7 separate regions of the Mus musculus genome follow, and regions 1, 2, 3, 5, 6 and 7 are each linked to region 4. The links are chromatin contacts, called in public Hi-C, HiCAR-type, HiChIP or PLAC-seq and promoter capture Hi-C maps. All regions are on one chromosome and are shown on one strand. The core of a region is the stretch at or near the end of the contact, and the rest is flanking DNA. Distances in the headings are between cores, read along the strand shown.

Region 1 (3,482 bases), core at 167-2,666, 1.2 Mb before region 4:
GATGTAGTATCTAGGCCAATGAAAGCCAGGGCAGGGAGTTAACTTGCCTTATATTTCCACCACGCCCGGCATAAAGTATTTTTTTAAAAACCCAAAAAACAGCCGGGCGTGGTGTCATACGCCTTTAATCCCGGCACTCGGGAGGCAGAGGCAGGCAGATTTCTGAGTTCGAGGCCAGCCTGGTCTACAGAGTGAGTTCCAGGACAGCCACAGCTACACAGAGAAACCCTGTCTCGAAAAACCAAAATAAATAAATACCCCCCCCAAAAAAACAAACAAAAACTAGTTAAGAGGGCTAGAGAGATGGCTCGGTGGTTAAGAGCACTGACTGCTTTTCCAGAGGTTCTGTGTTCAATTCCCAGTAACTACATAGTGGTTTACAACCATCTGTAATGGGATCTGATGCCCTCTTCTGGTGTATCTGAAGACAGCTACAGTGTACTCATATACATAAAATAAATAAATCTTAAAAAACAACAAAAAGCAAACAAACAAACAAAAAAAAAAAACCACCTAGTAAGAGTAGGTGCCTCACAGAAATCGATTTAGAACACATCTCCAACTCCCTCGTGATAAGTGAGAAGAAACTGAAGCGATGGCCACAGGAGCTATCCACCCTTCACGCGGGTACTGTCCTATCCCTCCGAAGACCTCCCCTTCCCCATCATAAGCGCTCTTCTAGGTCCTCTGCCTTCCTGTCCTTCCCTGGGGCTCCCTGACCTGGAATGCAGGGAAGGACCCTGCGCCAGACACCCTACCAACCTTCCCTCATCAGCTATGCATCCCACGTGGGGCGAGCCCCTATCTCACCATCTCGGCAGAAGCCAGGGTTCAGTGTTTTATTTCCCTTTGGGACCTATAAAGGATGTGGGGGAGGCCGTGTAACCAATGATCACAGCCAGAGACCTACAGCCCAATGGCATCGGCTTGGGTCCCAGCTCTGCCACTCTGGCCTGGGTAACTTGGGGAGTAACTTGGCTTATATTTCTACCTGTTTATAAAGTATCTTTTTAAACCCCCAAAAAACAGCCAGGCGTGGTGGCGCACGCCTTTAATCCCAGCACTCGGGAGGCAGAGGCAGGCAGATTTCTGAGTGAGCAAGTTTCCTAACTTCTTGGAGCGTCGGTTTCTTCACCTGTAAAATGGGGGTTACTTGAAACCATCGCGGGAGATGCTTACACGGGTCTGGGGCGGCGAGAGGTCGGGCGGGCGAGCTTGTGGAGCCACCAACGCCCTTGAGAACCTGCGGCTGAGGCAGGGCGGCCCGTTGGCGACCTGTGCCCCTCTCCGCTCCGGCCCAGCAGCCGACTCCTCGGAAGCTCCGGGAGGGCAGTGCCGGGCTGCTCGAGAGCAAGGAGGAGCGCGCTGCCGGGGCAGCGTGGACAGGCGCTGCTCGGCCGTACCTGACACACCCTCGCCGCTCCTGCCCTCCGCGCCTCCGGTCCCCCTCCTCCTTGCTCTCGAGCAGCCCGGCACGCGAGGGGGGTGGGGGGCGGTCCACGCGCGCGGGAGGAGGAGGAGGATGGCGAGCGGAGGGCGCGCGCCCCCTGCCGGCCAGGGAAGAGATAAGCGATGGGCCGCGCCAACAGAGCTAGCCTGAAGAGGGAGAGGAGGAGAGTATTGGGATGGAGATGGGAGTGAGGGTGGGGTGGGGGTGGGGGGGGTGAGGATGAGGATGGGAGTGGGCGAGGATGGGGATGGGTGTGGGAGAGGATGGGGGTTGGGAGCAGCTTGCTTTTCCGTGGATCTCATACACTTGTTTGTTTTCTTTGACTTTTTAAAAATGTGTAGGTAGCCCACAGGTGTCATGGTTAATGTCGAGGTCATATGGAGGTCAGAGGACAACTCAAGCCAGCCGGTAGTGGCACATCCAGGCCTTTAATCCCAGTACTAGAGGGAGGCAGAGGCAGGTGGGTCTCTGTAAATTCAAGCCAGCCTGGTCTACAGAGAGAAACCCTGTCTTGTAAAAACAAAACAGAAAACTCAGGGATCAGTTTTCTCCTTCCATCATGTGGGTCCTGGGGATCAAACTAAAACTCATCTCCTGAGGTTTGATGGCAAGCACCTTTATACTGAGCCGTGCCTCTGGATGCTTTTTACTAATATGTTTGTGGTTTTTGAGGTAGGGTCTTGTGTCTAACCAGGGCTCACCTGGAAACTTGCTAAACTGTTTGGTAACCGAGTTTTGCTTTAGTTCTTTAGTTTGGTTCTAAAGAACTTGGGACCACTCTGCTCCCACAGCCTTATCTGGCAATGGGTAGTGGGGTAATTTGCCATCCTGCCATGCTGCTTTTGAAAAATAAGCTGCCTTTTTTTTTAAGGTTTTATTTATTGAGACAGAGTTTATGTAGTGCCCAGGCTGACCTTAAATTAAGGAGCCTCTGTTTTTTGCCCCGTGTGTGCTATATGACATACACACACACACACACACACACACACACACACACACACATATATATATATATGTATACATATATATATATACAGATAGGCATGCACTGCTATGTTTACTCTTGATTTTATTCTTCCTTCCCCTGTGTGTGTATGTATGTGTGTGTGGGGTTACACATGTGTGCCTGAACACATGGGCAGATAGCATCTCGAACCTGTAAGAGTTTTCCTTGCATTGCTGAAACCCACCTACGTATCTAGTAAGGTCTTGATTTATGATTATCTAATCATAACCATGAGACTACAAAAATTCACATAGCAGCTTTTGCACTGGACCACGTTATTCCAGGCTAGCTGCGGTCTCTGGTCATAGTCAGTCATAGTGTCTCGTGCCCTTTGAGATGACAGTCGTGTTTTTGCGTTGACCACTAAGAACATTCTAGTCTCCCCTCTGACCTCTGACTCCTATGCCCACGCCTTGATCTGGGACTATAAACTTCACCAAAATATCACCTTTGTGCTTTTGTCTTTGATGTTGTCCAAATGCCTGCCACAGTGCCGGGGAGATTATAGTAATTAGGTATTGAAGGAAATGCTGGGTTTTAGTAACAGTAATAGAATGGCCCACACGATAATGCTGCTGGACTGCAGGTGCCTATTTCACTGTGTAAAATGTTGAAACTTAATTTTTGGTTTTGATTCTCTGTCTCTCTCTCTCTTTCTCTCTGCTTGTGTGTGTGTGCCTGTGCGTGCACGCACGCACCCGCACTCGCATGCATGTTCCCATGTGCTTGCAGACACCTCCCTCATGATCCTCCTTGATTTGGGGCAGGGTCTCTCTTGTTTTCTGCTGCACATACCAGGATAACGGCATCCAATGCTCCCGAGATTCTGCAGTCTCTGCCTCCCATCTCACATTGGGTGTGCCAGCCTTTCAGACTCTCACTGCTACATCCCAATCCACTCAGATGGCCAGGCCTGTGCAGAACCTTTCCACAGCCATCTCCCCAGCCTCTTGGTTTCTGGTGTTCTGAGACAGGCTTTCACTGTGTAGCCAACTGGACCCAACCTTGCAATCCTCCTGCTTCAGC
Region 2 (3,710 bases), core at 707-3,206, 1.8 Mb before region 4:
TCAATTGGGGGAGTGCCCTCTAGAGTAGAAACTAGGTACTTACAAGGGCTCCTCTGCATCCGAACTGTTTGAAGTGTAGAGGTCTTTCTGGGATGAGGCTTAGAGCTGATGAGCAACTGGTCCCAGATACCTGAAACCACACACACAAAACAATTCATGGCATAAAACAGCCCTGAGCAACAAGTGCAACTCAGAAATGAGATGAGCCTCTACACCAAAGAACTGTGAGAGCCGGGCCCATCAGCACAGCCTGAAGTCTGAACCACCCCTAACTCTGACAGAGGAGGAGCCAACACTCCTGTCTGTACGTCTATCTCCCCAACCTCTAGTACTGATCTAATAAATACACATTGACAAACAGGGAGGGGGACTAGGCATGGCAGGGCACACTCAAAAGACAGGCAAGTGGATCTCTGTGCTCCAGGCCAGCCAAGGCTATGTCTCAAGCACTAGCTGCTCTTGTTTGATTCCTAGCACCCACATGGGGGCTCAACTGGACTATAATTCCAGTACCAGAGCATTCGACACTTTGTGACCTCTTAAGGCAACAGGGATGCACAACGCACAACTTTAAACAGCACAGTTAGCAAAATGTAGACCTGCAATGAGTCTTTGATTTTAGTTAAGAAATTCAGATATGCTTTAATCCCAACACTTAAGAGGCACAGGCAAGAGTTCGAGGCTTGCCTGATCTACAGAGTAAGTTTCAGAACAATCAGGGCAACACAGAGAATCACTGTCTTGAAACACACACACACACACACACACACACACACAAAAGGTAAGTCAGAAGTCAGAAATAGGGCCCAAAAAGAGGGTTTTATGGACACAGTGCTTGCCTCCCAAATTGGAAGCGCTATTCACTCCCCACATAGTAGGAAGAGAGAATAGCCCCCTCCACATACCAGAGGTACATAATACAGAGAACCAGAAACGGTTATGTAGACTTGGGCAAGTCAGACTGGGCTTTTTTTTTTTTGTAGAATATACTTGCCTAGCTCTCCTACCTAGAAGGTGCTCAATTTAAAAAATTAATTATTCCGAGTTGCACCTTTCCAAACAAACCAACTGCCCAGTCCAAGCAACAAACACTGAAGACTCAAGCCTTTGCCCACTTTTTTTTTTTTTTTTTTTTTTTTTGTATTTTGTTCTTTGTTTATTCGAGACAGGGTTTCTCTGTAGCCCTGGCTGTCCTGGAACTCACTTTGTAGACCAGGCTGGCCTCGAACTCAAAAATACGCCTGCCTCTGCCTCTCCAAATGCTGCCAGGCTGGGCGGTTCCTAATGAACTCTACAAGGACCACCTGGCCTGGACCGGCTTGGCAGGTAGAGGAAAAAAAAAAAAAGAACCACCACCGCCCAGCGCCGGGCTGGCCTAGTCGTACCCCGGACAGACCCCGGCAGCGTCTCGGGCTCCGTGGCATCCCCTCCCAATTAGCGTCCCAGACTCCGCGGTATCTCCGACCTCCGCAGCGTCTCGGACTCTCTCGGTGTCCCATACCCCCGCAGCGTTCCAGGCTCCCCGGCATCCCTAGCCATCGCAGGGTCTCTGGCTCCTCGGCGTCCGCGGCCCCGCAATAACCCGGACCCCCGACTCCCCACAGCGTCTCGAGCTCCTTGGCTTCCCCGGCCCTGCCGCGTCTCGGGCGCCTCAGTGTCCCAGAACCCCGCAGCGTGCCCGGTCCCCGGTAGCATCCCCAACCTCCTGCAGTGTCTCCAGTAGCGTTCCCGGGTCCCGCAGTGTCCCTGACCCAGCAGCGTTCCGTGTCCCTCCAACCCACCCCGCTCTCCACCGTCGCTCACCTCCCGAACCCTCGCTCCCCGCCGTCAGCAGCTCCCTGGACACCGTGACCTGCGAGCAGGCTACAGAAGACGAAGAAACACCAGGACCGGTCCCGCGCTCGCCCTGGAACTCCATGCTTCCAACCCAGCGCCACTGAAAGAAGCCCGGATATAGGAAGGCACGGGGAAGGGGCGGGGTCAAGGCAGCAATTGGCCGAAACTAGGAGGTGGGCGGTGACTTACGGGTGCGTGGCCAGAGCTCGCGCCTAGAGATGAAGTTCAGACCCACGGGAACCGGAAGCGGGGGTGGGGCCGAGGCGGGGTGGAGGATGGGAACAAGGCACCACACTGCGTGGGCGGAGCGCTGCGGATGCACGTGTCAGGCGCCTAGTCTACCCCAGCCCAAGTCTAGCCCTAGTCTCCTCCTTTATTGTTGTTAGAAAAGAATCAACCCGGCTTGGTCAAGCTAAGCAAATGCAAGCATGAAGAAGGTGGTGCGAGGCCTTTGTCGTTATTTCCATTTTTGTTGTTGTTTGGGGAGGTTTCTGTGGTCTTCAGTTTGTAGCAATCCTGCTTTAGTCTTCCAGATGCCATAGAGGTGGGAGCCACCACACCCAGTTTCTTTTCATTTTCTATATTTTATTTTTTGTCATCCTGGCTGGCCCAGGTTGACTTCAAAATCACCATTTTCCAGCTTCCATTTCCGTGTACTTAAATCTACAGCCGCCCATTACCATACTTTGTTGTTTGTTAAAGCCTCACCAAGTTACCCCGGTTGACCTGGTACTCAAAGTCCACCTAGGTCCTAAATAGCCTGGATTTCAGGTCTGGATGACCAGACCCCAGCTTAGTTTACTATTTAACTGTAAACACAAAACCCAGAAGTGTTAAGAATGCTGTTTACGTTGCTATATATACAGCATGCCTTTGGAACACTGTCATGTCAAAATCCTAAAAGGTTGTTCCAGGTGGTAGTTAAAAGGTAGAGCTGTGAGTGAGGCACTGAGTTTGGTCTCCTACAGAAAAACAAATCCTTCATTTCTAAAAAGCTGAAACAAAACCCCTGAATGACAAACCCCATTCCTCCCCTCTTCCTGCCCCTGGGACCCAATGCTCATGGTTTTGTTGAGAACAAGCGAAAGAAACGTATTCCAAGTGCTACCATTTCATTTCCAGACTCCCATTTAATCATAGGGAGAAACTTAATTCACGGTCCCAGTCTCTAGGGAAGCTGGGGACTTCCCTATATCAGAACAGCTTCTGTTGTAAACAGTTGTCTGTGTGAACGCATCTCCTCAGGGACAATGTGTAAGGAGACAGTTATCTGAGTCCAGCCATCTCAGGGACAACTTCTCCATCTTGCTGGCAGGGTCAAGCAAGTTCATGTTCCCAGACCTAGGAACGAACACCTGTCCCAAGTCTACATGTTTTCCTAATTGTCTGTTAACTGGTAGAGAGCAGAGGAATTGCTATTATCTAAATCAAGGTGTGTAAGTTTTAAAAATATATAACTAATTGCCTGGTATGCACTAGTTAACTACATGCAGCTGACCCACTCCTCCCCACCCCCACCCCACCCCACCCCACCCCTGCTTCCTTATCACTCTGAGCTCTGCACCTAATGGAATTAAGGGCCTTGAAACCAGGTGCCCTGGATATGGCCCAGTACTCCCTTGTTTAACTTATAATGTCAAAACACAATTGGATAAGACTGCAGCTCCCCCCAGCTCCCCTCTCAGGGCTACACAGAGAAACCCTGTCTCGAAAAACAAAAACAAAACAAAACAAAAAGTACAATCTCCCTTCCAGGACGAGGTTCAGACCCCATACTAGCTGCCTCCCTGAGTGCTCAGAAAATAAAGCTTTTGTTTTTAAAGCTTCCATCTCTGAAGTGAGTTGTCTCAGCTCCCACCCCAAACCCAATAATT
Region 3 (3,842 bases), core at 162-2,661, 1.2 Mb before region 4:
AGAGACATCCTGCCTTGGAACAAACAAACAAACAAACAAACAAACAAAACCAAAACAAGAGAAGAAGGGAGAGGAAGAGGAGGGTGTCCTAGAATTTGGTAGATTCAGGTGGTGGTGCTCCTAACTCCTCTTGAAATAACCGAGAAAGACTCATTTGTTCTTGCTTCCTTATTTACCTGAGAAATATTTATTTATTCTAGACACAGCGGGATATCAATAAATAACATATTTCAATCTTTCTGTATACTTTATGCACATACTTATATGGAATATACACCCAAACACCTTTTTTTCTTTTTTTGAGATACAGTCCGATTATGTAGCCCAGGCTGGACGTGAACACACACACTAGGGAGCCCAAGATGGTCTGGAATTTCCAATCTTCCTGTTTGTGTCTCCCCAGTCATGGGTTTAAAAGGCATAAGCCACAACACCAGGGCCTTCTATAATTATTACTACTACAGTTTCTGTTTCTTCAGACAGGGTTTCTCTGTGTAGCCTTGGTGTACTGGAACTCACTCTGTAGACCAGGCTGGCCTTGAGATTTGCCTCCCTTGTCTTGGAATTAAAGGCGTGCACCTGCCTGACCCAGCCATACTATTATTTCTAAAGACAGGGTCTTAATGTATCTCTGGCTGACCTAGAACTTTCAGTCTTGCTTACTTATCCTTGTTAAGTCCTAGGACAATAATTTTCCATCTATCTGGGTGCAGGTATCCTGCAGTACTTTGCAGTGGCTGGCCATGCAGGACATTTTGGATCACCACCACAAGGGAGAATGGTAGCCAAGGGACATTTGATCCAGATTTCAGTGAGGCCGACAGGGAAGGCCTTAAATGCACAGAGGCCATGAGTTTTTGCAGCCCAGTGTTATCTGGTTGGGAAATGAGCACTTTAGGTAGTAAGCCAACTTGGTAGGGCAGACCTAACACCAGAACACAGCACCAGGGTACAGGGTGGAAGTCGGCTGGGACAGCCTACCTGTTAAACTTGGAGGAAGGGGATGGTGTGCTAAAATGAAAAACTAACATCTTTGTTCACTGTGACTTGAGAGGGAACGCTGTGTGCCTGAGGTGGCTTGGAGGGATACCTAGAAAACATTAGGTGCCTAAAGCATTCTGGAAAGTAGCTCAGGTGTAGATCCCCTCCGGGGCTGAACTCAGGCGGGCGAGACGCTGGTTAGTGGGGAAGGAGGAGCTGGAAGGAGAAAGAAGCCAGAGCAAGCCTTTCCGCGTGGAGCTCTGGATGAGAACGCCGGCCTCTCGGACGCCCTGAAGAGCGAACATCCAGAGCCCGCCCGCGCGCTTTTACGGACCGCGCGCCTTGCTCAGAGGCTCCGGGGCGGGGCCGGGGGCGGACCGGGGCGTGGCCTCGGGCGCGGGCGTCGCGGAGGGAGGGTGTCACGTAGAGGGAAGCGGCCCGCGGCGGAGGGAGGGGAGGCCGAGTCCTGGAAGTGGAGCTCCGCGCTGGGACTGGTTCCTTCGCAGCCATTTTCTGTCCAACCAAACAGCCGATTGGAGACGGGAGCCAACCAGGGCTGCATTGGAGGTTTGTGTCTCGCTTCGGCCAATGATCGCTCCTAAACCGACTCCACTTTAGCTCGAATGAAATGTCCGTCTCCTCCCGGCGCCGTCCCCGCCGCCAACGCCGCGGCGGTCGGGGGCACTCGCAGTCCGCAGTCTTCGGGCGGGCCGGGCCTCCGGGCGAGGCCGCTGTGCTTCGGGCCGGGCCGGGCCGGGCCGGGCGCGGGGCGGCGGGCGCTTTGTGCGCGGGGCCGCGAGCCGCGGTCGGGCTGGGCCGGGCGGCTGCGGGGCTCTCGCGGCGGCAGCCCCGGGCCGGCTCCATTTTGTCCGGGGAGCCGGCGGGCGGGGAACGCTGCGCCCCGGAGCGGCCGCTTTGTCTCCCGCATCCCGCCGGCGGCGGGCGTTGGGCACGGGCGGCGGGGGGATGCGCTCCGCGGGGCCGCCCGGGCACCTGCGAGCCGAGGCGGCGGGTCCCTGCGAGGAACGAGCGGCCTGGCGGGCCCCCGGCCCGCTCCGCGCCTACAGCATGCAGCCATCTGGCGCCTGGCTCGCCCCGGACTTGCCCCGAAGGTGGGAAGGGAGCCTTGGAGGTTGCACGGAGGTTTCAGTCACCCGTGCTGGGGGGGCGGGAGGGTCTGCGAGAACAAAGAATTTACGGAGCACCCGCAGATCCTTTCATGCCTAAAGTCTAGAAGAGGGCTGTTTGATGTAGACAAGGTTAGGTAGCAGACGACCTTTAAAAAAAATGGCATCCCGCTAATCTTCACAGACCCTAGTTTTTGTAGATGGTGCCACAAATCACCCGAGTGGCTTCAGCTCTCAGTAAGGAAACTAATCGGTAACAGAAAGTGATGGCTCAACTGGTCAGTAGTAGTGGCATTAATAAATAGGAGCTTTATGGATGAGATACTGAGAGTTTAACCAGAATTCCTTTAAAGGCAAATGATTCCTCCTCTGCACTGCTCTTTGTAGCTTAATTTAAGGATTCTATCGATGCAAAGCTGTGGTTGTCGATGCCAAAGAAAGGAGGTTGGAGGAAGGGAATCTGCTTTTCTTGGATACAGATTTGCATTTCTTCAAACACCAAGCAGATGTATGCATTCCCTTGAGCTATTACACAGATTATAACCTGCCCTGAAGAAAATGCTTTCCATATGAAGAGAGATATTCTTAATGGATTAAGTCTAAGTATATACTTAGCAACTATTTGGGTTGGTAAGGCTCTCCCCCGGTTCCCACTCTAAGCAAGATGCATACACATACCCAACCTTCAGTGTTTGAGTGTTCAAACACACCTTTTAAAGCTACAGGAACATTCTGGATCTAGAAAAGGGGCATATATGGGAAGGCAATATAGATTACTTGTAAGATTATAGCAATGTCAGGTAGTCTTTGCTGGCTGATTTTTAAAATTCAACAGCCCTGTTTTTTCCCTACTACACTTCATGCTTCGATGCGAGTCATGAACATGGAAAGGATGTTTGATTTGCACCTTTCCTCCCATTTATTTGTTTCCTTTCGGAAAAAAAAAGGGGGGGGGGAACCAACAAATAAGGTCCCAGTACTGTAATTGCTTACAGTGAGACCGAAGCGCTGTCTTGATGCAATTTCACTTCACACTGATAAAGGCCCCGTGGACTTGTTTGTTTGTTTGGTGTGCCCTCTTGCAAGGCTGTGTGTGTCTTTTCCAGCAGGACGTAAGATAATTTCAGTGCATTTTAGTCTGACATGTTTGTTTCCTTTTTCAGTTTAAAAATGTGTACATCTCCGAAACACTTTAAAAAAACAAATCCATCCTTAAAAATTCAAGTTTATGAGTAGGGCATTTCTATCCTTGGTGTGAATATTTTATGAAACTTAGATGTGTTGAGTTTTCAGTCTCTTGCATAACATATAATCTGATCCCTTATTTGGAGTATTGTGATGAATATTGACTAGTAAAGCAAATTCAGGGCTAGGTTAGAAAGCCATTTCCCCCCTCCCTGTAGAATTAACTTTTCACCCTCCATTGATTAAGTATAGCAGGTAAGATGACCTGTGTCCCCCTTAATTTTAAGAAAGCCTATAGTCTATATACTTTTACTATTAATAGATGTTTGTATGTTTGTCTTTTAGGTTAAAATTATACAAGGATCCACCACCTTTTTGACAGGTATTTGAGAATACCACTGATACACAATACAGTATTTCATGACAGTAAGTATGTTTTATTTAATCATTTTGGTTAATTTTGTATGAAATGTATTGGAGAAGGCAGTGTAGTGATTCTTAAGTTTAGGCAGACTACCTGTGCTAAGTCCCTTTGCCTCTTGTCAGCAA
Region 4 (3,365 bases), core at 29-2,528:
GAATTGAGCCTGGATCCTCTAGAAGATCAGCCAGTGCTCTTAACTGCTGAGCCATCTCTCCAGTCCCTTAAATACTTTTCAATGAAGGAAAAGTTGCTGTGACAGAGGCCTAATTGAGTTGCAATCACTTGTTCATGTGTGGTATGTGGGTGCAAGAGGACACTTCTTGGGAATTAGAACACATTCTCACCTTCTACTGTGTGGGTCGCAGGGATCAAACTCAAGCTGAGCAGCAATGGGCTTTACCCACTAAGCCCTCTCACAGCCCTTTCTGTTTTACACCTGCTTGTACTATGGAAACCAGGCTGGCCCCAAACTCACCGTCACTGCCCCTGCCTCCGAGTCCAAAGTGGTGACTGTGGTTTAATTTCACATCCCCCATCTGTGGCTGGAGTGGACGTAGGAGTGAGGCTAGGGAGGTCCAGAGAGTCCACTCTAACCCAGGCCATCCTCAGCTTACTCCAGGATCCTCCATCCAGGGCCAGGGATGGGGGCTGAGCCTTGCAGGGAGCTCAGGGTTCTGCTTCACTTCCTGTCCTTGAATATGGGGGTCTGGGCTTGTGTGGCTTTGTGCCCGATGTCTTTCCTTTCTCTCTCATTTGAGACAGTCTCCTGTACTCCAAGCTAACCTGGAATTTGCTATCTAACTCAGGACGACCTCGAACTCCTAACCCTCCTACTTTTACCTCCCCAGTGCTGGGATAATGAAGGTGTCTTCAAGTGGTGCTGGGGGTAGGGCCCAGGGCACATGCGGGCCAGCCAGGATGAATCCTGATTCTCCTGTTTCAGTAAGATTTAAAAGAAAAGTGTGTGTGGGGTGTGTGTGTGTGTGTACGTGCAAGAGTGAGTTGTGAGTTCGTGGTCCACCCTGTGGATCCCAGGGATCGAGTTCGGATCAAACGTCTAGGCCGCAATCACCTTCACCTGCTGATCCGTCTCGAATGCCCCAAATAATCAGACTTTTCACCAAACACTCTGAAATTCTCCCAGCTCCCGAATCGCCACACCTGGAACGCGAGGGTTAAGCCGAAGCAGGAACTCCGTGATTGACAGCACGGCCACAAACTGAGCAATGAGCATTCTGGCTCGCAGCCCACGTGGGCTCGCCGCCTTCTGATTGGTCAGGGCCTGCAGGGGCGGTTCGCTGAGTCCGGGGCCCACGTGCACCGTGGCCTGGGCCCTGATACACGCTTCCCTCGGTGGGTGCAGGGGGCGTGGTGTGTGGGTGTGGCCTAGTAGGGCGTGGCCTAGGCTGGAGGGGCGGGGTGAGAGGGGTCAAATGGCCCGGGGCCCAGCAGGAGGGGCTTCCTCCTGGCCTGACCCTGGCTGACCTCAGAGGCTTCCTCTGGGATCCCTGGGGCCTCCCTAACCTCAGAGGTGGTGCGTGAGGGCAGCCCGCTTCCTGCGGGCGGGTCGGGAGAAGAGGGAGCCCGAGGGAGGGGTGTGGACCCTCACAAAACCGACTTCAGCGGGGAGTTTACCTAGGTTGAGTGATTTGGGAGTGAACCAAGTGTCGTTTCTCTTGTCTCCTTTATTCTTTTTTGAAAAATGTTTTAAGTGTGTGCCTGAGCGTATATATTTGCACCACATGCAGGCTTAACTAGTACGCCTGGAAAACTTTTTTTGTTTTGGTTTGTTTTGGTTTTTTGGCTTATTGGTTCCTGGCTGTCCTGGAACTCACTTTGTAGACCAGGCTGGCCTCGAACTCAGAAATCTGCCTGCTTCTGCCTCCTAAATGCTGGGATTAAAGGCGTGTGCCCGGCCTGCCTGGCAAACGGTCCACGACTAGCCACATTTCTGGCTGATCCCGCTAGGGAGTTGGAGGTGCCTGGTTCTCTATTCTTGGTATCTGAAGAGATACTAATGAGGCCCTTAGCTGGGGGTGTGTGTCTGAAACCTTAGTAGTAGTAGTAAAGCCGGGTCTTGGGGAAAGGGAGCGCAGAAGACATGGGGATGGGGAAGGGGCTTCCTCCCCAGCTGGGTCCAGATGATGAAGAGGCTACGGGGATGGGGGTGGGAGTCGGCTTTTCTGCCTTCTAAAAACCTATACCTGTTCTTATAGGACTTAATCAGATTTGTGACCTCAAGAATCTTCTAGATGACTTCCCACAGACAGAGCAGTGACACCTTTGGTGGAATTTTGGTGAGAGAGAAATGGTGGTGAGGGGCACAGTTAGCTTCCTCTCTTCCTACTGTGTTTGGGGTTTTGGAGACTAGTTCTCTCTGCCCCCCCCACCCCCACCCCGCACCGGGAGCTCATGCAATCCTGCCTACCTAGCTAAGATGAAAGGCCTGCACCCCAGCCTGAGCCCCTCAGTGCCTGCACCTGTGACCCCTGACAGCGCAGGTGAAAACCCCCATAGACCAGACCGGGCCCACATTTTCCCAATGTCAATCAAGTGGTGATTATTAACACTAGGTGTTCACCTGGTGTGGTCAGGGCTGAGCCTCTCCTAGCAAGTGGCTCTTTAGTTCCATGTGTTAACACTATATTGGGATTAAAGATCGTTGCCCAGCTTTAATCCACACTTGGGAGGCTGAGGCAGGTGGATCTTTTAGTTCAAGGACAGCCAGCTCTAGGTAATTCCAGAACAATCGGCTACATAGACCCTTTGGGGGAGGAGTTATATCTCCTCCCTCCTCCTTTCCCCTTCTTTTCCTTCCTTGTTTCTCTAAAAGTTAAGGTAATATCAGAAGTCTGTGTACTAAATTGACTGTAGGGCAGTGGTTCTCAACCTGTGGGTCGTGACCCTTTGGTGGTTCCATACCCTGAATGTCAGCTTTTTGCATTCATAACGCTAGTAATGTTACGGTTATAGGAACAAAAGTAATGTTTTGGTTGGAGGTCACCACAACATGAGGAACTGTACTAAAGGGTCGCAGCATTAGGAAGATTGGGAACCACTGTTCCAGAGCCTAGAAGATTCTACCATGCTCTGCCACACCTAAAGAGATCCAGGGCTGGAAGCTAGACATGACTCCACACCTGGGACTTCAGGGAGATGCAGGCTTTATAGTTTTGACCTTTGACCTTTCCAGCCTTCCACCTTATCCAGTCGGTATTTGTCCATCGTGAACCAGCTTCCGGAGGAGTTCAGCAGGTGAGGGTTTCTCTCAGGGCCCCACATCTGCAGGACGGATCCTTGTCCCCAAAGAACCAGCTGTGCCTGGACAGTGGGAAGTCAGCCTAGTTTCCAGTGAAATGTTGTTTGGGTTTGTTTTTAAGCCCGGGTGTTGTTTTTTGTAGTGGTGCAGGCTGAGACAGGAGGATGGCAAGTTCTAAGCCACCAAACCTGTCTTCAAACGATTGCTGGCTGGGAGAATGCTCAAGGGCAAAAAAACAAAAACAAAACAAAAACTGCCTG
Region 5 (3,683 bases), core at 655-3,154, 1.0 Mb before region 4:
GGTGAAAGAAAAGTCTCCATGGGGTAGGAGGATCTTAGCACATGGCCCCGAGGGCTGGCCTGATGCAGCAGGATCAGCCCAAACAAAACATGACACGTGATGTCTCGGGGCTACTGACAGGGAAGCAGACAAACTAGCATGGAGGGCCGATATCTGCCCAGCTCTAGTGCTTTTAAGCCTATTATAAAAATCGAAAGAACTTTGTGTCTTATATTTGGGAACTAAATGATCTGAGGTGAGGTAGAAACCCCCAAATGATATTTACTGCAACACACACAGCTCCAGGGAGCTGGCAGTGTGGACCGTGAAGGAACACCACATACACATCTGCTGCTGACAGCGCTACACGGAGAATGCACACTTACCCGTGCGTTAGCTCCTACATGCAGAGTGCAGGAAGACTTTAGGACTAGTCAGAATTTCCAGTTCCTGCTGGGCCTGGGAGGAAAGGCCCATAACCCCAGCCATCTGAGAGGCTGAGGCATGAGGCTCATGAATTTAAGGTCCACCGGAGCTACAGAGTGAAGCCAAGGGTAGCCAAGGCAACACAGCAAGACCTTTCAAAATAACGAGTAAGAAGATGGCTGAGGGACATGACTCAGTGGTAAGCTTGCTTAGCACACTGGAGGCTCTGGGCTCAATCCCCAACCACACACTCCCAAATAATAATAAAAATCTGGGTTCATTTTTAAATCATTTCAGTAGTATGACATCAAGGTCTTACACACACACACTATTTAGTCTTGGGTTAGAGAGAGAGAGAGACAGACCACACACACGTACACACACATGTAATATTGTGCCTCTTTTTGTTAATGATTCACTATTGCATCCATTCAGCATGTATTTATGTAGACTCCAGTTCAACCTATCAGTTCTACAAACCCCTCTGAAAGTTGGGCCGGCATATTTCCCACTTTCACCAGCAGGTCCCTGGCACCCTGTAGTTGGTAAAGGCTTTAAGATAGGTCTACCTGTCCTGTGAGTAGAGGCCCTTCTGCAGTGTCCCTTGGATCTTTGAGTGGTAAACCAGACTTTCATTTCAACTCCCATGGACTGCCATCAGCCCCCGTCAATCTGCTCAAAGATGTACCATAATACAGCCGTCGAGTGGGAAGGCGGGCTGAAGACAGAATCTCTTGCCTAAGTTCAATGTCCATTTGCCACTTAGAGGCAAGCTAATTCTTCGCCAGGCAGGGCTAATACCTAAATCTCCATTCCTTTTACCTGCGAAGACCTTGCCATTTTGTTTTTCTTAGCTTTCTGCGAAGAGTCTAAATCCCCAAACCTATACTTTGTCAGGCCCGCCCTGACATCCCCATTACCACTAAGGGACAATTTTAAAGACCATCCCAGAATGAAAGACATCTACAGATTGACTTCTTAGCGTGTTATACACACTCCACAGCAATAGTATCTATCCCGCGAGGATGAGAAGGACCCCGCAGCAACCGCGGCCACAGGGTACCCGCTTCGCCTTTACAGTCCACGGTGACGGAGGGTGAAGAACCGCGCGGGCGGAGGCTGCGGCCGGGCACACACCACCTTTTAAAGCTCGCGGGTACGGGAGGCAGAGGACGTGCGCGGACCTGGGAGGGGGGGGGGACGTGTGGGGAGCGGGGAGGTCCCCACTGCGCACGCGCAAGCCGGCCTTTGTGCGGGCCGCGGCCCTGACCGACCCCAGCCGCGAGCGCCCGCGTTACCTGCGCGCGGCCTCTGCGTCCATGGCGGCGCCGCCGAGGGTACGGCCACTCCTGCCGAGCCCACGGGCGCCCGCTCTGCCGCTCAGCGCGCGGACTCACCACAGGATCGGGGCGGCCGGTGGATGGACGGCGCTGGCCTCGGCCCCTCCCACGCTGCTACATCACCGCGGCGAGTCCCCAGCGCACTTCCGTCCCCCTCCGAGGAGGCCGGCGGCCTCGCCATCACGTGATGCTGGCCAGGCCAATGGCGTGTCCTTTTCGGGGCGCCCCGACCGCCGCTTAGCCTTTCGGGAAACGTGGATCTCGGCGAGGATGGGGAGCGCCCGGCTGACGTCAGCTTTTGTGGGCTCTAAGTTTCCTTGAAGGTGTGGGTTAAGGGTGATGGCCTTTAGGATGTATTATGCGTGGTGGCAAATTCATGTCTTTTCACCTCAAATTTTGTGCGGATTAAAAGCTACCTGACTTGGGGCTCACAGAGCCTGAGCTACCAACCAGGGAGCTTTCAGGAGCTGGACCTAGACCCCTCTACACGTTTGTAGCAAATGTGAAGCTTGGTGTCCGTGTGAGTCCCCTACAAGTGGAACAGGGGCTGTCTAGGTCTCTGTTCCTTGCCAGTGGACCCAGCGCGGACTGGGGGAAGAGGACTGCGTGTTTCCTCAGTGGGAAAGGATGTGCCTACACTTGCTGAGATTAGATGTACCAGAGTCTTACCCAAGTGGGGCTTCCTCTTCTCTGAGAAGAGAAGGGGGCAGGATTTGTAAGCGTGGGACTGGGTGGGGGTGGGGCTGTGAACGGGACGTAAAGTTAATTAAATTAAAATGAAAACAACCACCCCCTCCCCCGCAACTATGTGTCTTGGCTGGGCGACCCAGCATTTGCATAGACAGTGGCAGGCAGAACTAAGTTCGAGGCTGGCCTGGTTTATAGAGCGAGTTTCAGGACAGGCAATACTACACAGAGAAACTCCGTCGTGAAAAACTAAAATGATAATTATAATAATGATAAATAAATATTGTGCCTTACACAAAACAACATTCTTTCTTTTCAATTGTCTTTCTTGTCAATTCCTGTGATGAGGAGTAGGGCTGATTGGAACTGGAAAACCTAAGATTGGAAGCCACCAATGTTTGGGCCTCAGTTTACTAATCTGTAAGGGGAAGCTCTTGGTAGATTACAAAGATTTCCATAAACAGTTGTCTACGTTGGAGATGGACAAACACTCGCCTAGATGCTAGATGCATCTCTGCTTTAGAACCTTAGACAGCAATCTCACCTCGATTTCTCGGAGGTTCTTTTGGTTTTTGAGATAATTACAAAACTGTGTACCCCTGACTTGGCTTAGAGCTTTGCAGCTGTAGTCCAGGCTGGCCTCAACCTGAGGCAAGTCTCCTGTTCACTCTCTTGCATACTGACTGGGATTACAGGGCATGTATCACCATACTTGACTTTCGGAGGTTCTAAGAGTTTGTTTGTTTTTTTTTTTTAGATTTATTTATTTATTTATTTATTTATGTGAGTACACTGTAGCTGTCTTCAGACACTCCAGAAGAGAGCAGTCAGATCTCATTACAGATGGTTGTGAGCCACTATGTGGTTGCTGGGATTTGAACTCAGGACCTTTGAAAGAGCAGTCAGTGTTCTTAACCGCTGAGCCATCTCTCCAGCCCCAAGAGTTTTCATTTAATTTCTTTTCAATGTCTGCTGTGGGTGTTTGGCCAGAGAGTTGTCTAACGGCGTCTAGCCCTCTCCGTGAATCCCAGAGTGATGACACCTAGGCTTTGAGGTAGCCTCTTGTCAGCGATTGTTATCTGAGATTTGAGGGGGTTGTTCCTTCAAAGGGTTTTACAGTATCAGTCCTTAGACGTACCTGGCAGACCAGGTAGTCTCCTGTGTCTGAGAATCTTGGGCAATGGCTCCTTCATAACCCCTAGATCATAGAAGAGGTTTGGGTATGCAGAAGTTAACTTGCTAAAAGTGCCT
Region 6 (3,830 bases), core at 16-2,515, 1.3 Mb before region 4:
ACGCCACGCGCCCTGGGTCACTCTCGCCAGTGGACTCCGACCCTTAAGCAGCCGGGCCAGCAAGACTCCAGGACCCCCAGAACTCAGAAAAGCTCTGCATGGCGGCTAAAAACACCAGCCTCGTAGCCACCTAACATTAACACTGCGTGGTCTGGTTTTTGATCGCTGCGCCGGGTGAATGCAACACCCAGGGCTTCCTGGAATCTGAAACCGCGGGCAAAACGAAGGTCCACAAAGACGCTATCCATCCGCTCTGGATGACATCAGAGGAGGATGGTCCTATTTCACAAAGTAATGAACTCGGAAAAGTCTGGAACTATTGAAAATGTAGCCCACAGCTAAATGAATGAATATGTGTGTGTGTGTGTGTGTGTGTGTGTGTGTGTGTGTGTGTGTAGTGTCAGTATGTCATATATACTGACACCAGCACTTAAAAGCATAGTTATTCAGTACTAGTACCAACAGTGAGATATATTTACAAAGTGCTATAGCATTATATATATATAAACATTTAGTCTTCACAATGTACTTTTAGATGTATTACCAAATTACCATGTCCATTTCATAGGTAAAGGAAACCGAGCTACATATTGTCAACCAACTTGGGCAAGTTCGAGCTGCCGGTCAACATTGGAGGCGAGACTCAATCCAGGCAGGATTGTCTCTGCTCTGTACTAGTCTGCACCGCCTCCTTCAGTTAGGGAAAGGCTGTGCTGTAGTCCCAGCTGCCCTGTTTAACTGCCTGGGTCAAGAAGGGCAAGCCACTAGGAAACATGCGATTGCCAATTCCAAGGAATTTCATGGGGCTTAGGAAGTGGAAACATTTGTAAAGGCATGAAACTCCTTAATGTTATCACGGATTTATATACTTACTCGTCACAGTGTTATATATACCTCAAGATCACTGCTCTACAAAGAATACCCACTTTCTCTGGTTGCCAGGCATCAGCAGACAAGGGCCAGACCCAAGTCCTCATATCCTGAAGCTTGTGACCCGGGCTGTCTTCTGCTTACCCTAGCTTGTTCCCAGCCTGCTCAGTCGCACATTAAACGATCCCCTCCCGGACATTTCCAAAGCACCACCCCGGAGCGATGCTCCCAGGCCCGCCAGCGACCGTCCCGGGCATCCCAGGTCCCCAGCGGTCAGCTCCACGCTGACACAGAGCTTACATGAACAAGGAAGGTGAAACCACCAGCTCTTCTCGCCCCGCGGTGTCGGCGTCCCGCACCTCCCGCGTGGACGCGAGGCCTGACGGAAGCAAACTGAGGATAAAGAGCTGCGGGTTCCTAGTGGCTCCGGGAAGCCACGCCCTGCTCTTAGTAGGCGGGCGAACTGCCCGTGTCAGAATGACAAAGCAAAAATCCAGTCCCCGCGCAGCCCCGGCAACCTGTCCCGGTTGTCCCCGCAAAGTGAGAGCTCCTAATTGGACCGTACAACATCCTCGCTGCTCGGAACCGCCCCCCGACCCAAAGGCCGCGGCTGCTATTCAAAGAATGTTGGGAACCAGAATCGAGTAAGAGTGTGGAGTGAGTAACCCGGGCTCAGCCCTAAGGCGCTGCTATCTACACAAGCTTGCGTTAGTCACATGAGGAATTTTAAAAATATTGACGCCCGGCACCCATACAGACGATCTGATGCCCCTGGCACTGGCTGTGACCCTGCCAAATAGTTGTTTTCTTAAAAAAAAAAAAAAAAAAAATCCAAAAGTTAATCTAATTGACTGCAAAGGCGGCAGTGACCTAAGGTAATGGATTAGTCAAGTCTGGTGATTCTCTTAAGGAAGTTCCCTGGTTTTTTAAAGCTATGCCTACTTCATCCTGAGTTACCCTGAGAAGAAATGACTAGTTCCCCTTACAATACTTCCTCCTCGTCCCAATCGGGCTTGGGGGTTCACCTTAAGGAAAACACTTGGCACACCACCACCAGCATCGACCAAAGAAGGCCTTGTCCTTTCATGCCTCCTGCCTCTAGGCTACTAAGAATGCTTGGTGAATGAATGAATGAATTGTCTGACCCACTATGGAAAAAAAAAAAAAAAAAAAACTAGGTGAGAAGGTTGCCAGCCTGAAGCCACGCCTTCTGAGAACTGGCCTCCCCACTTTCCTTCTAGGCTCTTCCAAGGTGACAGTAAGAAACTTGCATAAACGGACACACAGGCTGCCAGGCTGACCAGATACTTAGCCCACACTGCCCGCTGCTCATTTCTTGTGTGTGTACAAGCAGTGCTTGAACCGGAGCAGCCCCTGATACGCAAGTGTCAGGACTGGCTACAAAGTGTCTAGCTCCAAAGTGTTCAGGGCAAACGTAGTTAAGGACCAAGGGATGGCAAATCTGATTACCCCTGGCTCCCCAGCCAAGCTCTGTTTGCCGTATTTCAGGCACTGCACATTGGGACAGTCTGTAAAGGAAGGTCATGAACACCCCCTTCTTAAAAATACAGACAGTGCAACTTGTTTCAAGAGTACGACAGGGTAGAGAGAGGCTCTTCTATCACTAAGTTACAATAATGTACTAATGCTGTGATTATAGGATTCTAATAGCTTGACCCTGAAAGTGTCTTACATGGACTGGTCAGAGAGGGATCACAGTTGAGATGTTACTTTTTCTTTTTTTAAAGATTTATTTATTTTATGTATTTGAGTACACTGTCACTGTCTTCAGACATTACAGATGGTTGTGAGCCAACATGTGGTTACTGGGAATTGAACTCAGGACCTCTGGGAGAGCAGTCAGTGCTCTTAACCACTGAGCCACCTCTCCAGCCCCAGTTGAGATTTTTTTTTCTAACAGCTTATTAGAAAAGACTACATATGCCACTGCAACTCCCCACTGCTCTTAAGATAAGCAGACTATAGCACAAGTGGCTAAAACAGCTTCCCTGTTGTGAGGAGATGCAGAGAGCTCTACCCTGGTCCAGTTTAAAAGCAGTTCCTCCTTACCTTTCCCCATAGCTCAAGGACTGCTCATTGTCTACTCAAACACCTTAAACGGCTTTGACTGTGCACGTTCTTATCTTTCTTCCTTGAAAACCAATGTCTAGTCTGTCAATATTCATTTGAAAAGTCACCTCCTCTGGGTGGGGTTCCCACGGAGGATTAACTGTCCCTTGCTCTCTGTGGTCCCCAAGTACCTACTAATAAATAACTGCACATCTTCTAAATCTATCCAAACGTTTGTAAAGCAACCCCGTGTTTGATTTCTTGTCTCTCCAGAATGCGGTATCATAGCCCAGAAAACAATGCGAAATCCTTCTGTTTCTGAACTGTCATCTCAGCTGAGATAGATGATCGGGGGCCCTACTGCATCAACAGCAGTATAAAACACCCCACCTAGAGAGAGCGCACTCAGGTACAATAATCACTGCTCACACCTTCATCTCTCTAGGGCCCCTTGAGATCAAGGCTACGTTTCTCAATGGTCCAGACAAGGTAAGACCCACCCTTGTTTGGAGAGGTTTGTTTGTTTTGTTTTGTCAAAACAGGGTTTCTCGGGCTGGTGAGATGGCTCAGTGGGTAAGAGCACCCGACTGCTCTTCCGAAGGTCTGGAGTTCAAATCCCAGCAACCACATGGTGGCTCACAACCATCCGTAACGAGATCTGACGCCCAAATAAATAAATAAATAAATAAATAAATCAAACAAACAAAAAAAAAAAAAAAAAAAAACAGGGTTTCTCTGTGTAGCCCTGGCTGTCCTGGAACTTGCTCTGTAAACCAGGCTAGCCTCAAACTCAGAGATCCCCTTGTCTCTTGCCTCCCAAGTGCTGGGACTAATAAAGATGTGTGCTGCTGCTCCCTGCCCCCACCCCCTGGCTAAAACCCACTATTGTT
Region 7 (3,433 bases), core at 593-3,092, 1.1 Mb before region 4:
TTCTCTGTGTAGCCCTGGCTGTCCTGGAACTCAATCTGTAGGCCAGAATGGCCTCCACCTCAGAAATTCACCTGCCTCTGCCTCCAGAGTGCTGGAGTTAAAGGGTTGTGTCGCCACTGCTCAGGAGAGACATTTTTTTTAAAGCCCTTACTTTAACTGACCAGACCAGATCTTTATGCCCTGGAACCCAGTCACCACCACCTGGCATGCACGATACATTTTCACCCTTGGTTCTGTTAGGCCTCTTCTAGCAGAACTCCTAATAGATGGAGAGACTGAAAACCTGCAATAGTAAATAAATCTAACAACTGAGCTCCAGTGTACCCTTGCACCATTGAGGTGTCACTGATGGCCTGAGTTTCTTTTTCTTCTCGTTTACATCATAAGGAGGAGGAATCCACCATACAAGATGGAAATGCTGGTCATAGATAAGAAACCTCTTGTGTCCTCAAGGCATGGCAGGAATAGGAGAGAAAGGGACTGGGAGTCATACATTAGGGACCAGAGGAAAGGGTTCGAAAATAATGACCAGAGAGATTTCAGTTAATATGAGAAGTAGGTCCTATGAAAACAGTTACTATTTCAGTCTTGAAACTCATGCCAATCATCCACTTATCCAATAGTAGAATAATTCAATGCCAGGCATCCTCTTGAGTAGATGAGAGGTACAGATGAGGTGATCTTGGGAGTGAACTGAACTGAACAGGCATCAGCCTACAGTCCTGTTTGTGGTACTGCCTTGGGACCTGTCTGAGGGACCACTCTACCACATCTGATACCCTCATGAGTGGGCAATGTGACTCCCAGAAGGCATGGTTATCAAATGAAAATCCCAGGCATGTGATAACACCCTATGAGTCAATGGTTATGGGAGGCCAGAGTCTCCCCAAACGATACGAACTATGACAACTGCATTGAGTGCTAAGCGCTAATCTGGACTCTATATCAACTCTTCGTCTCTATGTGAGGCTCAAGGAATATCACAGAAGAGAAGGCTGAAAGAATTTAAAACTTGGAAAATTGTGGCCGTGGTTAAGAGCACTTGCTGCTCTTTCAGAGGACCCAAATTTGGCTGGAATCTGAAATGTGGAGCAAAATTTAGCTTACCTAACACACTGAGAGAACAAAATGAAGCAGAAGGTATGAATCTGTTTTTATCAATGTTCAAAGTTCCATGTGATTGGAAGGAAGTGACTGCTTGTGATGGAGGCAGCCATCGAGGAGTTCCTTATGAAAGTTAGAGAGAAGCCATTGTGGAATATGTTCCATGATCCTGGGCAAAGCTCTGGTACCATTCCTACATTTCTGGGGATCAACTGCAAAACCACAGAACAGCAGTGTTGCCACCAAGTCTGCCCCCTGACTGATGCCTCTCCCCTCCAGAGGGAATACACCCCACCTGGAAGCTTCTGTCTTTATCACAGCCTCAATAAAAGACGATGGTTGTCTGAGACATGATTTGCCATGGTAACATTTCAACACACAGGAGATTTCAAAGATTCTCAGCAAGAACCTGGCTGAAATTAGAAATTTACACTAGACGCACGACGGTATAAATTCACTTTCCAAACATTTGTTCTTCCCTAGGTTTGCAGCTTTTACTCCAGAACAGCCCTGTTTTGCTGAGAGTTTCACACGCAGACTGCAAGAGAAAGCCGAGAGAGGAAGTCTGCCCCAGCCAGCCAACCTGCCCTGCCTTCAGGACGAGCACATCTGGAAGCGTTTCAGGAGCAGCCTCTGCCTGCACAAGGCTTGGGTTCCCAGAGGCTGCAGGAGTGGAAGAAACCCGAGCCATTCAGGCAACGCAAGCGCAAGCGGAGGTGGGTGTGGACGGCTGAGGCACACTCAGGGCTCGCAAGCCATTTGGGATTTCCAATGGGATCTGGGAAGCAGCTGAAGCAACAGGCAGCTTAGTGGTCCCGCGAGGCCAGCCGCAGTTTGAATGCTCAGCTCTGCAGCGGTTCTGGACCAAGTTGCCCAAAGCCTACCCTCACATCCATCAGGTAAATACAGCAATTACAAGCAAGATAATCTTTCCATTTCACCCTTTCTGTCTACACCACTTGTTTATTTTGCTGTGAACTCAGAGAAGTAACTCGGAGGAGGCAGACTGCCCCCTTCACAGCCTCAGCCTCCAGAAGCCCCCTAGTTTGTAATGTAACATCGTAAAGAACCTTTCTATTGCAGCAAACCCAAGACGCTCACTGTATAAGCTTTTCACATCTTGCTATTTTTGCAGAGCAGAGGCTAGCCCTATTCTCCCATCTCTGCCCTAATGGTGATTTGTTTGTTCGTTTGCATTGGATTTTAAGTTGCATTGGGGATCAGGAGTTAGACATGACAGAGATCAGTGTTCGCATTTAATGTGAGTCTGTTTCTGAGCCAAAATGACATAACTGAGTTATGATTCATGTTTTTGGAATCTGTCCTGAGAAACTCTTCAGGGGCCTCCATACCCAATAAGAGAACTGGCAGTTAATTCTGTGGTTTTGTTGTGGTATGGGAGTCACAGTGTTTGATTTAGCATCCAAAGACGCAGGATGTTTGTCCTATGCAGCCTGCTGGCCAATAGGACGCTGGTGGGTTGGTTTTGCCTTTTTTTTTTTTTTTTTCTTCTCGAAATGTTTTGGTATTGCGCTTCTTCGAAATATCCTTTTGGTATTACATAATGGAATTCTAGTTCTCCCTCTGATACAGCCAACAACAGAGCTGTGCCCTACAGTAATGAAAGTGTGGGCTGTGTGCCACCTGGGAAGACTTTCATAAGCCTGATTCTGGTCATATCTCATCCATGTGCCTACATTTTCCTATCTGCAAAATGGAAATAAAGTGATACAATGTAACATGTGACACACAGATACAAAGTAAATGTGGCACATAGGGCCAGCTTCCCTGGCAATGCTGATAATGACAATGAAGGTCACAGAAGTGACACATGCTGAACTGGACAGGTCCCTGCCCCGGACATTCTGATGTTTTTGAGTGTTCCTCATCTCCCAACATGTTTTTTCCCCAGGACCCTGCTTTCTTCATCCTTCCACAATAATACCTAAACCCTCCATCTCTCTCTCTCTCTCTCTCTCTCTCTCTCTCTCTCTCTCTCTCTCTCTTTCTCACACACACACACACACACACACACACACACACACACACACACACATCTCCGCTCTTCATCCTCCTCTCTGAAAGGCATGTTCACTAAGTCACCGTTTTCATTCCTCATTCCCAAGAAACATCGTTCTCTTATTGCTTCCTTGATGTCAGAATATTTCAAAGGATGTTTAAGAGGATGTAGTCCCACTGGAGAAGGAGCTCCAAGCCCCTTCAGACAGAGCAAAAACTAGAAAAACACTTTAAAGGTCCTGAGAAATATCTCAACAAAGAATGCCACTTAAGGACATTTTAGCATGTGGCAGTTCCCAAACTTGAGTCA

What was found. Promoter capture Hi-C pulls out the DNA fragments that hold promoters and counts their contacts. Hi-C and Micro-C count contacts between places; a contact is called where the count stands out from the background. HiCAR-type assays count read pairs that join an accessible place to other places. HiChIP or PLAC-seq counts read pairs in DNA pulled down with a chosen protein or histone mark.
Region 1: a HiCAR-type map of astrocytes shows a contact between it and region 4, with 2.0 times the contacts expected there. The contact joins the promoter of 1700028I16Rik here to the promoter of Tle6 in region 4. A contact is called at or near these places in 3 of 39 promoter capture datasets (the C10 cell line, liver and maxillary cranial neural crest) and 2 of 115 datasets of contacts at active chromatin or transcription factors (astrocytes and kidney).
Region 2: a contact with region 4 is called in a promoter capture Hi-C map of liver, with 4 times the contacts expected there. The contact joins the promoter of D10Wsu102e here to the promoter of Tle6 in region 4. A contact is called at or near these places in 1 of 39 promoter capture datasets (liver) and 1 of 115 datasets of contacts at active chromatin or transcription factors (astrocytes).
Region 3: a Hi-C map of B cells shows a contact between it and region 4, with 10 read pairs. The contact joins the promoter of Nfyb here to the promoter of Tle6 in region 4. A contact is called at or near these places in 6 of 39 promoter capture datasets (the C10 cell line, hippocampal neurons, liver and 3 more), 2 of 484 Hi-C or Micro-C datasets (B cells and bone marrow-derived macrophages) and 7 of 115 datasets of contacts at active chromatin or transcription factors (astrocytes, embryonic forebrain, embryonic stem cells and 4 more).
Region 5: a Hi-C map of B cells shows a contact between it and region 4, with 18 read pairs. The contact joins the promoter of Tdg here to the promoter of Tle6 in region 4. A contact is called at or near these places in 9 of 39 promoter capture datasets (the C10 cell line, cranial neural crest, frontonasal cranial neural crest and 4 more), 2 of 484 Hi-C or Micro-C datasets (B cells and adipose-derived mesenchymal stem cells), 9 of 115 datasets of contacts at active chromatin or transcription factors (acute myeloid leukemia, astrocytes, embryonic forebrain and 5 more) and 3 of 9 other capture datasets (adipose tissue, macrophages and pancreatic islet).
Region 6: a contact with region 4 is called in an H3K4me3 HiChIP or PLAC-seq map of fetal liver, with 4 times the contacts expected there. The contact joins the promoter of Txnrd1 here to the promoter of Tle6 in region 4. A contact is called at or near these places in 1 of 39 promoter capture datasets (liver), 1 of 484 Hi-C or Micro-C datasets (cardiomyocytes) and 3 of 115 datasets of contacts at active chromatin or transcription factors (embryonic forebrain, embryonic stem cells and fetal liver).
Region 7: a contact with region 4 is called in a promoter capture Hi-C map of hematopoietic stem and progenitor cells. The contact joins the promoter of Glt8d2 here to the promoter of Tle6 in region 4. A contact is called at or near these places in 7 of 39 promoter capture datasets (the C10 cell line, the HPC-7 cell line, cranial neural crest and 4 more), 5 of 115 datasets of contacts at active chromatin or transcription factors (acute myeloid leukemia, embryonic forebrain, large pre-B cells and 2 more) and 2 of 9 other capture datasets (embryonic stem cells and macrophages).

The regions. Positions count from the first base shown.
Region 1 is chr10:82,810,057-82,813,538 of GRCm38.p6, reverse strand. 1700028I16Rik (RIKEN cDNA 1700028I16 gene) reads right to left here and starts at 1,416. Exons shown (of 3, transcript NR_038042.1): 1 at 1,180-1,416.
Region 2 is chr10:83,358,467-83,362,176 of GRCm38.p6, reverse strand. D10Wsu102e (DNA segment, Chr 10, Wayne State University 102, expressed) reads right to left here and starts at 1,956. Exons shown (of 4, transcript NM_026579.3): 1 at 1,804-1,956; 2 at 44-130. The coding sequence starts at 1,918.
Region 3 is chr10:82,761,710-82,765,551 of GRCm38.p6, reverse strand. It overlaps Nfyb (nuclear transcription factor-Y beta), which reads left to right and starts at 1,411. Exons shown (of 8, transcript NM_010914.2): 1 at 1,411-1,548; 2 at 3,639-3,719. The coding sequence starts at 3,714. It also overlaps a transcript of Hcfc2 not described here.
Region 4 is chr10:81,598,813-81,602,177 of GRCm38.p6, reverse strand. It overlaps Tle6 (transducin-like enhancer of split 6), which reads left to right and starts at 1,278. Exons shown (of 14, transcript NM_053254.2): 1 at 1,278-1,380; 2 at 2,063-2,143; 3 at 3,040-3,101. The coding sequence starts at 2,099. It overlaps Gm32024 (a long non-coding RNA gene), which reads right to left. Exons shown (of 3, transcript XR_003949022.1): 3 at 2,808-3,167.
Region 5 is chr10:82,628,059-82,631,741 of GRCm38.p6, reverse strand. Tdg (thymine DNA glycosylase) reads right to left here and starts at 1,904. Exons shown (of 10, transcript NM_172552.4): 1 at 1,704-1,904. The coding sequence starts at 1,726.
Region 6 is chr10:82,856,641-82,860,470 of GRCm38.p6, reverse strand. It overlaps Txnrd1 (thioredoxin reductase 1), which reads right to left and starts at 1,265. Exons shown (of 15, transcript NM_001042513.1): 1 at 1,171-1,265. It overlaps Gm38560 (predicted gene, 38560), which reads left to right and starts at 1,463. Exons shown (of 4, transcript NR_156010.1): 1 at 1,463-1,514; 2 at 3,214-3,349.
Region 7 is chr10:82,689,059-82,692,491 of GRCm38.p6, reverse strand. Glt8d2 (glycosyltransferase 8 domain containing 2) reads left to right here and starts at 1,842. Exons shown (of 10, transcript NM_029102.3): 1 at 1,842-2,003.